Regions from separate parts of the Mus musculus genome. Here all the other regions are linked to region 2. Evidence: chromatin contacts called from public Hi-C and HiChIP or PLAC-seq data. All regions are on one chromosome and are shown on one strand. The core of a region is the stretch at or near the end of the contact, and the rest is flanking DNA. Distances in the headings are between cores, read along the strand shown.

Region 1 (3,399 bases), core at 301-2,800, 130 kb before region 2:
CCAGTGGTGTCTGGAGAAATGGCTCAGCAGGTAATAGCACTGGTTGCTCTTCCAGAAAACCTGGGCTCAATCCCCAGCCACTAACTATAACTCCAGTTCTAGGGGATCTGATGCTCTCTCTGGCTTCACTGGGCACCAGGTATAGATATAAATGCAAGTTAAAACACCTATCACATAAAATAACAATCAAAAAATAAAATAAGAAAATACAACTTTCCATCAGTTTTTTATGATATAAAATACATGAAAAATTTCATCCCTTTTAATAGAACCTGAAAATCTAAATTTACACAAGAAATGAACTCTTGATAGATATGGAAGGAAAAATACAACTCTTAGGAAATAGAAAAACAGATGGCTGGAGTTTGTCCCAGTAAGTTCATTTTGAGAAACAAAATTGGTGGATATTTGGAAGTGATCATTACTTGAGAATAATGACACTGGCTAATATAGAAAAGGGAATTAGACTGAGTGGTAGCACATTCTTTTAATCTGAGGAATTTAGGAAGCAGAGACAGGAGGATTGATGCATATTTGAAATCATCCACGGTACACAGAGAGTTCCAAGCCATTCAGAGGTACACAGTAAGATCCTTTCTCAAATACGTGGATACAAATAGAAGAAGGAAGAGTATTAATGAAGCAAAGGCATATATAAAATGGAAAGCACTGGCTTTAGAATTAGGACATAATTAGGAAATAAAAGGGGGGAAAGGAAGTTTACTTCTCATAAATGTCTGATTGGGCTAGAAAATCTATTTTTCACAGTATGGTACACATCTGAAATAAATTCAGGTTCTGAGCAGATTTAAATAGATTTATGAATACACCCACAATCTGAGCACAGAGCAGGTCACAGGAATATACATGTCTTTTATGGGGAGCTTTATGGGACCCTGTACTCTGAGAGAGAGAGCATACTTCAAGTGGTTCAAGTTTAGACAGTCCTTTGTTCTTGTTCTCATGGTGTAGTTTCTCAGAGAATGAATACCCATGGGGTTGCTGGAATCACAAACTCCAAGATCAACTTTATGTGTGCATATATGTGTGCATGCAAACATCATAAAACACTGATGAAAAAATCAGTGAGGTTTTTAGGGAATTAGCCCACACTTTTTTTTTTAACCATAAAGGAAACCAGAAAATGTTGGAACGCATAGACCTAATAACATGCAGAGTCCTGCCCCACCCCCCAGTTGAAGTGATATATCACCATGTCTTTTCCACTAGTTAGCCAGATTAATTGGAGAAAAGAAGAATATGTGTGCTGTGGCTAATCTGCTACTGTGGGGCTCTTTCCCATCAGTCCCTGCTAGCACCCTGTTGTGGGCCCCCATACAACCTGTGTGATGGCCTTTAAAAATGACAAAGTGTACTTCTTAGGTGAGGAGATGTAGCTGGCAATTAAAGAGGCATCCTAGGATTTTTTTTTTTAAAGTAACAGCAACTTCATGATTTTATTTTCCTAACATCTGTTCTATTCAAGCCAAGCCTACTGTGGTGATCCTCATGGAGACAATTCAGCAGTTTCCTAGCAACCAAGTTTCCTGTGGTTTCCTTGGTTATGAGCAATGACATAACTCTTGTGGGTAACTTCAAAAGCACAGAAGAAAGCTCTCCTGAAGAATGAGATTCCAAAAATTTCAGGTTGCTGCTTGCTGGGTGTCTATAAAGGATAAAATATCTCCTTATGGCATTAATAATACTAATGAGTGATAGGGATATTTTGGCATAAAAGCCATATGTTCAATTTTATACACTTTTTTTAGGTCTTTGTCATATACTTGCTCTCCACATCCCCCCCCCCTCTGAAATGGCATCATCTTCCTCTATCTTCTAATGAACTTCTATCTTTAGTCATAGCCAGCAGGTAAAACATAGACTCTTAAAAATTGCAGACAGATTATTTGGGAAGACAGGAGAGGTCCAGTTGCTCAAGGACTTCATAAAAATGTGACTTCTTTGCTAATCAAGCATATTTTAGAGACTTTGATGGAATTGGGGACTGTTGCTTGAGCTCATTAAGGAATTGTTAACTCCTTATAATAGCTATGGAGACATTTGAGGACTAATTTAATCTAAAAAGGCAAAAGCTACAAAGCTGGAATTCAGGAAGTGAGAGTGGGCATAGAAAGAGAACATATTTCAGGCAATTAGGGATGATTCCCCCCCCCCACCCCACCTCCGGAGCCTTAGAGGCCATATTGAATGCTTAGCAGAGTCACCTGGAAACCAATCAAAACATCAGTATAGTTGTGCCTTAGCCCATGGCACAAGTGCATCCCTTAACTGAAATGTTGAGCACCAAAAGGATTTTGAATTTGGGATTATCTGGATTTGGAAATATTTGCACACACATGGTAAGGCATCTATGGGATGCCTGAGGCTAACAGACAAATTCACTCATGTTTCTTTTATACTTTGTATGCATGAACTGCAGGCAATCTGATACACTATTTTTAGCGCACCTGCATTTTTCAGACGCCTATTCCATGAGATCAAATGTGGAATTTTCTATTTGTTCCTCATCCCAAAACTCAAAATGTTTTAGATATTGGAGCATTTTTGGCATTCCAATTTTCTGATTAAATATCTTCAATCCATATGAAATGTTAAAATTATCTAAGAACTTGGTTTGAGATGGCACAGCTCACAGTGTGAATGGGTTATTTGGACAAATCATACTAGTGAATGGTCTAGTTGACTTCTTGGCTGCTGTGTTGATGCACTAACTGAAAAACAACTGGGTTTATTTCACCTTACAAATGGTTTACTTCAGCTTACAGCTCGCAGGCAATCATCCAGGGAAGATAGGGTAGGAGCTCAAGGAGGGAGCCGGGAGGCAGGCCCTGAAGAGAAACATTGCTTACTGGCTTCCTTTCCCCAAATTGTTCAGTTTGCTTTCTTATATAATCCAGACTCATCTACACAGGAGTAGTACCTCCCACAGGGGGCTGGACCCTCCTACATCAATCATTACTCAAGACAATGCCCCACAGGCATTCCCACACAGCAATTTTTTAGAGGCACCTACTCAATTGAAATCCTCTCTTCCCAGGTGACTCTAGTCCATGCCAAGTTGACAAATACTGCACATCAGAGTGGGCAAATGTCCAACACAGGGAATGCTGAAGGCCAAATGGCAGCATCGGTAATCTAGGCAGGGATACTGGAAATCTATGGCCGAGAGCCAGGCCAGAGCTTCAGGATAGAGAAAGGAGAAGAAAACAGCATTTATTGAAGATGATTTGACAGCAGATACTTTATAGACAGCCAACCTTTCAGGAAGGTAGGTATTATCTTCTCCCTTTTTATAATACTAAGCGGCTGAGGAAAAGATACTACATATTTAAAGATACTATAAATAAAAAACTCTGGATAACATTATACCAGAGAGGC
Region 2 (3,264 bases), core at 87-2,586:
GGGAAAGGCTGCCAGTTCCAGGAATGTCACTACTGCCCAAGCAGCAGAGATCTCCCACTAAGCAGAAAACAGCTGTTAAAGCTTTAGATATTAGACAAAATTCCCTTGGCTGTGTAGGGATGCCAATGGGACCAGGAGAAGCAGGCCCAACCAAGTAGAGAGGCTGCATACAATGCTCTGGAGATGGGTGAGCAAGCCTGCTAGGATAGGTCTCTTGTCCTGGAAGGAAGGTGTCTTTAACCAGTCCTCGTGTTGGACATGGACAACCTCTTCCTTACAAGCATATGGCTACTCACAAAGTCAGAAATGTATATGCTGCATCCTCCAAATTCACCTGAAATGTCAATGTAACTTCACGAATGGTAGATGTTCAACCTTAACTACACCAGCACCAGTACTACTTGGAATCACAAATACAGTCACCAAACGTAAGATGGTTCTGAAAATTGTGGTATAGCTTGCTAGATGAACAATTCAGCAGTACATGGGAAGTTGTAATTCTAGAAGCCACAGTGAATGGTAAAAGCTTCTAAAAATCTATATTCAAATCAATATGAAAAATGTTCAGATGGGGGCTGGGAAGAGAGCTCAGCTCGTAGATTGCTTGCCGTGGAGGGATACGGACCTGAGTTTGGAGCCTCAGAACCAATGTAAAACCTTGGTGAAGAAACAGTATGTGTCTGTAAGTGCATCGTTAGAGTAGAGGTAGGGGTAGAGACAGGCAGAGAGCCCTGGAAGTACCCTGGTAAATAGAGAACAACCGAGAAAGGCATCTGCCATTGACCTCTGGCTTCTGCATGCATGTGATGGTGGGTAACCACCCCCCCCAACACATACATGCACACCATTCACTCATCCACATACACAATATAGACATATTGTGTGTACACATATATACACATACATACACGTGGATAGAAAATACTGAACTACTAGCAATGGCACTTTTCTTCTTCTATCTATGTTTTATAGAGCTTTCTTATACTGCTTATATAATGCTTGAATCTAAAGAAGCCTAAACTTGAAATGTGTGTCCTGATCAAGGCAGAGACAGGAAATGCCCTAGATAAATGACACTGTTTATGTGTTTGTTTCTACCATTGCGGGTTCCCTTTTCTTCCTGATTGTATTCTGGTTTGTGTGGTATATTCATTTCACTTGTTAAAGCCCCCTTCAGTCTTTCTCTTGGCCATCGCTGCCCCCTTGCTCCCTTGATCTGTGGGATGTATTGTGATGTCTGCCCACTAATTTTTGCTGTGACTGGGGCTGGTGTCTGGTTGGTGATTCACGTTTGTTCCGAAGCCGAACATCTGTGCTGGTTGCTTTGAAACAGTGCCCCAGGGAATGTGAAAGGCCCTTTGTCTCACTGAAACTTCTTCTCTACAACTGAGACCTCTTCCTGGCTTCTTCTGATTTCCAGCAAGCTACCTCCCTTTTGAGTTCAGGCTATGGGGTTACAGGGTAAAGGAGAAAAAGAAAAGAAAACCAAAGAGGAAAGAGTTTGTGTGGGGAGGGATCTAGTGTCAGCTCATATGGGCCCACGTGCTTCGTAAGTGTGGCAGAGCACCCTTCCCCCAGTCTCACTTTCTTCTGCTACTGTTTTGTGAATGTAGCCTCTGCACACAGGAAGGCTGATAGCAGAAAGACAAATGAGCCCTACTAGAAAACTCATGGAAAAAAGTCTTAAGGGTTTTGCATACTTGGCCAGATGCTGATGTAAGTCCAGAGAGCATTGATAGTCATAACAGTGAGTGGCATCACATGAGCACTGACCAAAGCACTCAAGCTACAGACTGCCTGGCATCCCAAACACTCACCTTTTGGTCTTGCCAAACTTGCTGGAGTTTAAGACGTTGGCTGTATGGCCACTCTTTAAAGTATTCTGCTGGTTTACTATGGAAAGGCTATGAACATGTACACCAAAATGAATAATAATGATACCGTTTTACATGGAATTTAGAAGTTCACTTGTAGGCTTTGGCTGACCCCAGTTTCACCATTTAAGAACCTGCCCTCTTTGCCATTAAGAAGAATTCAGAAGGTTGGAGAGATGGCTCAGTGCTTAAGAGTGCCAGCTACCCTTTCAAAGGTCCCAAGTTTGATTCCCAGCACCCACAAGGTAGCTTTTACCCATCTGTAACTCTGCTCTCTTCTGGCCTCCAGGGGAAGGGCCATGCATGTAATGCAATACATATGAACAGGCTAATACACATACAAATAAATAATATACATATGTATAATATATCTATATATACACACACAGACATAATAAGTATATATGAAGAGTTCACAGAAAGAATCAGGACATAAAAGGTTTGCATGTCACCAAGAATCCTTCTTTACAAAGTAACTGTTTAGCTTCTCAGCAGCTAGTAGAGATGTCACTCAAGGCAGGTGTGCAATGTGCTTCATTATACTTCCACTTGTTCTGAAGTACAGGCCAGGAAGGCTGGCAAGAATGTGAATCCAAAGGATTACACACCTGCCTGAGGCATTGGGAAGGTGCCCGTCCCAGACCACTGGGCTTCTGAGAAGATCCGTCTATGGAGCACATAGTAAGTGGCTGCAGCACCTGCTTGGCCCTTTGCCTAGGGCTCCTCATGTGCAGCTTTCTATCAGCCTTTGTATGGAGTCTGAAAGCAGCTTTGATCAACAGTCTCTAGGGTGGCACCATACTCCCTCATCTGGTTCCAAGGGAAGCCAGAGTTCAAGGCAGTCTGCTGCCTCCTTCTGGCTTTTTCAAGAAGGTACTTTGTGTCCCTGGAGAATCATTCAGGAGTGGCCATAGACTGACTCTTACATACCAAAAACAACTTTTGATAGAAAAGAAATGGCATTCCATTACCCAGTATGCCATTGTGTAACTGAGAGTGAAAACGGCTGTAAAGTTATGGAGTGGGAAAAGGCGCCTTCCAGTGTTCCATCAGCAACTAGCTTAGCTCTCCCTCATCCGTGGTCTTTGTATGCTTTCTGCTGCCCATCATCAAAGATGGCTCAACACTATGCAATGGAAAAGTCTAGAAATAAACAGTTCATGAGTTTTAAATAGCATTTATCACAGTATTTCTCATCTCAATAAATTTGTGTGTGTGTGTGTGTGTGTGTGTGTGTGTGTGTGTGCATGTGTACACATGCTTGTGCAAGACAGAGCTCCACATTAAATGGCTTCCTTAAGAACTCTCTGCTTTATTTCTCAGCACCAGGTCTATCTGCAAACCTGGGCTTCACCGATGTGTGTTGACGAGCTGGCCAGTGAGCTTTCGG
Region 3 (3,013 bases), core at 233-2,732, 230 kb before region 2:
TTCAGCCCCATCTAAGATTTCACGACTGCACATCTGTTCACCATGTACTTTAGTTAGTTGTTTAGATCTGCACATCTGTTCACCGTGCTCTTTAGTTAGTTGTTTAGATCATGATGGGTTTTCAGAAGTGGTACTTAAAAGTCAGTAGTTTAAGTTCCAGTTCCTTCCCTAAGGTTTGCAGTGGGATGCCTTTCTCCTACCCAGAGGCGATGTTCTGCCGTTATTTAGCCCTCTAATCTTCAGCACATTTTTAGTGTGTGACAGACATATAGAGAGATTTATACAGCTGGACGACCCTACACATTAGTGTGAAAATGAATGTCTGATTTTCACTGAAGTCCTACTGTGCATCTTTACCTTTTCTGTCATTCTTGCTGATTAATCCTATCGTACTTTGCCACATTTATTTGAGATCAACCTGGATCCAATGACCATCACTGTGAATAAATATTTTACAACATGCAATGGACCTCATTATACTTCAGTATGCCTTTAAATATATAGAAGCTGTGCTCTCATGCCCAAGAAGAGAAAAAGAAAAAAGGAAAAAAAAAGGCAAAAAGAAAAGAAAAGCCAAGCCTAGCCAGGTTGAAGACATTCCTTGACTCCATGGCTTCTCACAAGCAATGTAGAAACCCACTCTCTGGTGCACACAGGCACAAAGATACACACCTTGTGCACCTCTCAGCACACACACAAACACATGCACAGTACCTAACTTGGGGTGCATGTTTTTTCTGGCTCTTACTTCCATTTCAGATTAGGGGTGCTTTGGCCATCAGAAGAGGCATTCAGTATCAAGTGGCTTATGTGGGCAGATTGCAAACAATGAGCCTAAAGAGAACAATGAGAGTAATGTTTATTGGAATAAAAATTAGGTTTTGAATTCCTTGGGGAAATGAACCAAAGCCAATGTTTTCCTGTTAAGTGACATTTTGTTTTTTTAACTGATGCTGCTTGGGATCTTCTAAAGAAGGAAGTGGGGTGGGGGTAGGGGGGGGGGAACTTCAGCAATTCAGCTCTTTGATTCAGAAATGGAATCTGAAAAGCTGTTTTATTGAGGCTTTTGGCAATCCCTGACTTAATCAGTTTTGACTGTGACAAAGACGATAGCCTCACGAATTTAGTGCAAATCCGAGCAGTGGAGGGTATTTTTCAGGGGGGAGATAGCCCAGTTGTTTAAAGAATCCTGGGCCAATAGCGTTTGATAGGCGGAGTTACGGCGGTGCTTTGCTGAGCAAGATAATTCTGAATGAAGACTTTAAAAGCACATGCTGGATGGGCTCTGGTTCCGCCCTTTGTGCAGACAAAAGTGACTGGGTGGCCAGGCTTTGCTTACTGTCCGAGTTAATGCAGCTTGTTTGATAAGGTTTTCTTTAAAAAAAAAAATACATATAAAGGATTTATCAAAAGCCCTCATGAATATTTCATGAGTTGATATATTCAGCTGAATGGATTCAGTGAGTCTCAGTGTGTAACTTGCAGACAAACCCCATCCACAAGGAGGCTGGTGACAGAGGAAGCACTTTGGCGCATTTTCAGAGGCAAAGGCAGCCTGATAAAGCTCCTTGTGACAGGCTGTCTTGCCAGTCTCCCAGTATGCTCCTCTTGCTCTGAAGTGCTCCAGGATTGAAACCACAGCTTCCCAAATTAGCCTGGGAAGAGTGTGCGGACCCAGCAGCCTTTTAACCCGCGTCAGTGCCTTTGCTATGTTCAAGACTGCTGTTTTGGATGGTGAATGCTAGCTAGCACTCCATACGAGACATGACAGCAAAAAATTCTCCAAAAGAATTTACTGCTTCGGAATCTGAGGTTTGCATAAAGACTTTCAAGGAGCAGATGCGCTTGGAACTTGAGCTTCCAAAGCTACCAGGAAACAGACCTACATCTCCCAAAATTTCTCCACGCAGTTCACCAAGGAATTCACCATGCTTTTTCAGAAAGTTGCTGGTGAATAAAAGCATCCGACAGCGGCGTCGCTTCACGGTGGCTCATACATGGTAAGAGTGGACTTAAAGGCATCCCAGTGCTAGGCAGATTCTTGGCTTCTCAGTAGTGATTTAGAAAGGTTGAGAATGGAATGTCTGAGTTTTGCTCGGAATGCATAGCGCAAGTCTGAGTTGAAGGGGTACAGTAGGTCAGCTAAGAATACAGAAGTGTACAGTGTGCTTAAGTATCTTTGTGCTACCTGCTGTTTCCAGATAAAATAAGCCTCTGACCGTGGAGACTCTTCGAAGTGACTGCTTATAAAAATGTCTTTTGGAAAATAGGGAATTGAGGGACCTTTTAAAAGTAAGATTTTTGTTTCATTTCTGTTCTATGATTTTAGCAGTGGGGCTTTGTTTTTGTTTTGTTTTTGTGGTACAAGAATAGGTATTTTCATCTCAATTCTAATCTATTCCTTAAGATAACTTATAAAAGCCTCAATAAATGTGTTGTCTCATCATGACTATGGGGCATAACCAGAGTGAGCTTTCTCCTTACAAACTTTTATCTTTACATTACTTAAAGGGTAGGGAAACTAAGTTCTAACTTACAAAGTGTCACTGACAATCAGTTGTATTATGATTCCAAAAATTTTGTATCTTTTAGGTATGCCAAGTATAAGAGGTTAGTGTCTCTGTAGAAGCTGAGTTGAACTCCCTACCTCCAGCATATATTTTATTTACACTGGATGTAAAAACAGGAGGCTGGCCTCCTTAAAGCAGTGCAGTGAAGAAGCACAAGGAGAGAACCCCAACATTAAGTTACTTTGACCTGAAAAGCCTGGGCCACCTCAGGTTTCTTTGAAGGGATGTGTCTTTCAAATTAAGATAACCTTCCAAATTGGTATTTGCAGCTCAGTCTTATTTAATAGGCAACATGGCAAGAAAAGCAGGATGTGGTTTTTTAAGGTAATCCCCACAGCAATTTTGTGCCTACATGCTAGAGTGCCAGCTAGCATAATCAACCAAGGCCACTGGATATTCGAAAATTAATATGCACTGTGTTGTTTCCTCCTCACCAGGAAAAA

What was found. A called contact is a pair of places that touch in the nucleus more often than the background predicts. HiChIP or PLAC-seq counts read pairs in DNA pulled down with a chosen protein or histone mark.
Region 1: a Hi-C map of neural progenitor cells shows a contact between it and region 2, with 4 times the contacts expected there. The contact joins two enhancer-like sites. A contact is called at or near these places in 12 of 484 Hi-C or Micro-C datasets (adipose-derived mesenchymal stem cells, astrocytes, brain and 8 more) and 1 of 115 datasets of contacts at active chromatin or transcription factors (oligodendrocyte precursor cells).
Region 3: a contact with region 2 is called in an H3K27ac HiChIP or PLAC-seq map of neural progenitor cells, with 17 times the contacts expected there. The contact joins the promoter of Pde4b here to the enhancer-like site in region 2. A contact is called at or near these places in 2 of 484 Hi-C or Micro-C datasets (cardiomyocytes and forebrain), 7 of 115 datasets of contacts at active chromatin or transcription factors (cardiomyocytes, craniofacial prominence, embryonic basal ganglia and 4 more) and 1 of 9 other capture datasets (macrophages).

Annotation. Positions count from the first base shown.
Region 1 is chr4:102,350,736-102,354,134 of GRCm38.p6, forward strand. The region is part of intron 1 of Pde4b (phosphodiesterase 4B, cAMP specific); the gene reads left to right. Among named protein-coding and RNA genes, the nearest start is that of Gm52669, 4.7 kb to the left of the region's middle. Within about 2 kb of position 1,551, at least 17 of the 459 cell types and tissues checked have an H3K27ac peak or open chromatin away from gene starts, as enhancers often do. A contact at or near this core is called in neural progenitor cells, where this site is marked.
Region 2 is chr4:102,482,280-102,485,543 of GRCm38.p6, forward strand. The region is part of intron 1 of Pde4b (phosphodiesterase 4B, cAMP specific); the gene reads left to right. Among named protein-coding and RNA genes, the nearest start is that of Gm52668, 32 kb to the right of the region's middle. Within about 2 kb of position 1,337, at least 23 of the 459 cell types and tissues checked have an H3K27ac peak or open chromatin away from gene starts, as enhancers often do. A contact at or near this core is called in neural progenitor cells, where this site is marked.
Region 3 is chr4:102,253,457-102,256,469 of GRCm38.p6, forward strand. It overlaps Pde4b (phosphodiesterase 4B, cAMP specific), which reads left to right and starts at 1,483. Exons shown (of 15, transcript NM_019840.2): 1 at 1,483-2,000. The coding sequence starts at 1,765.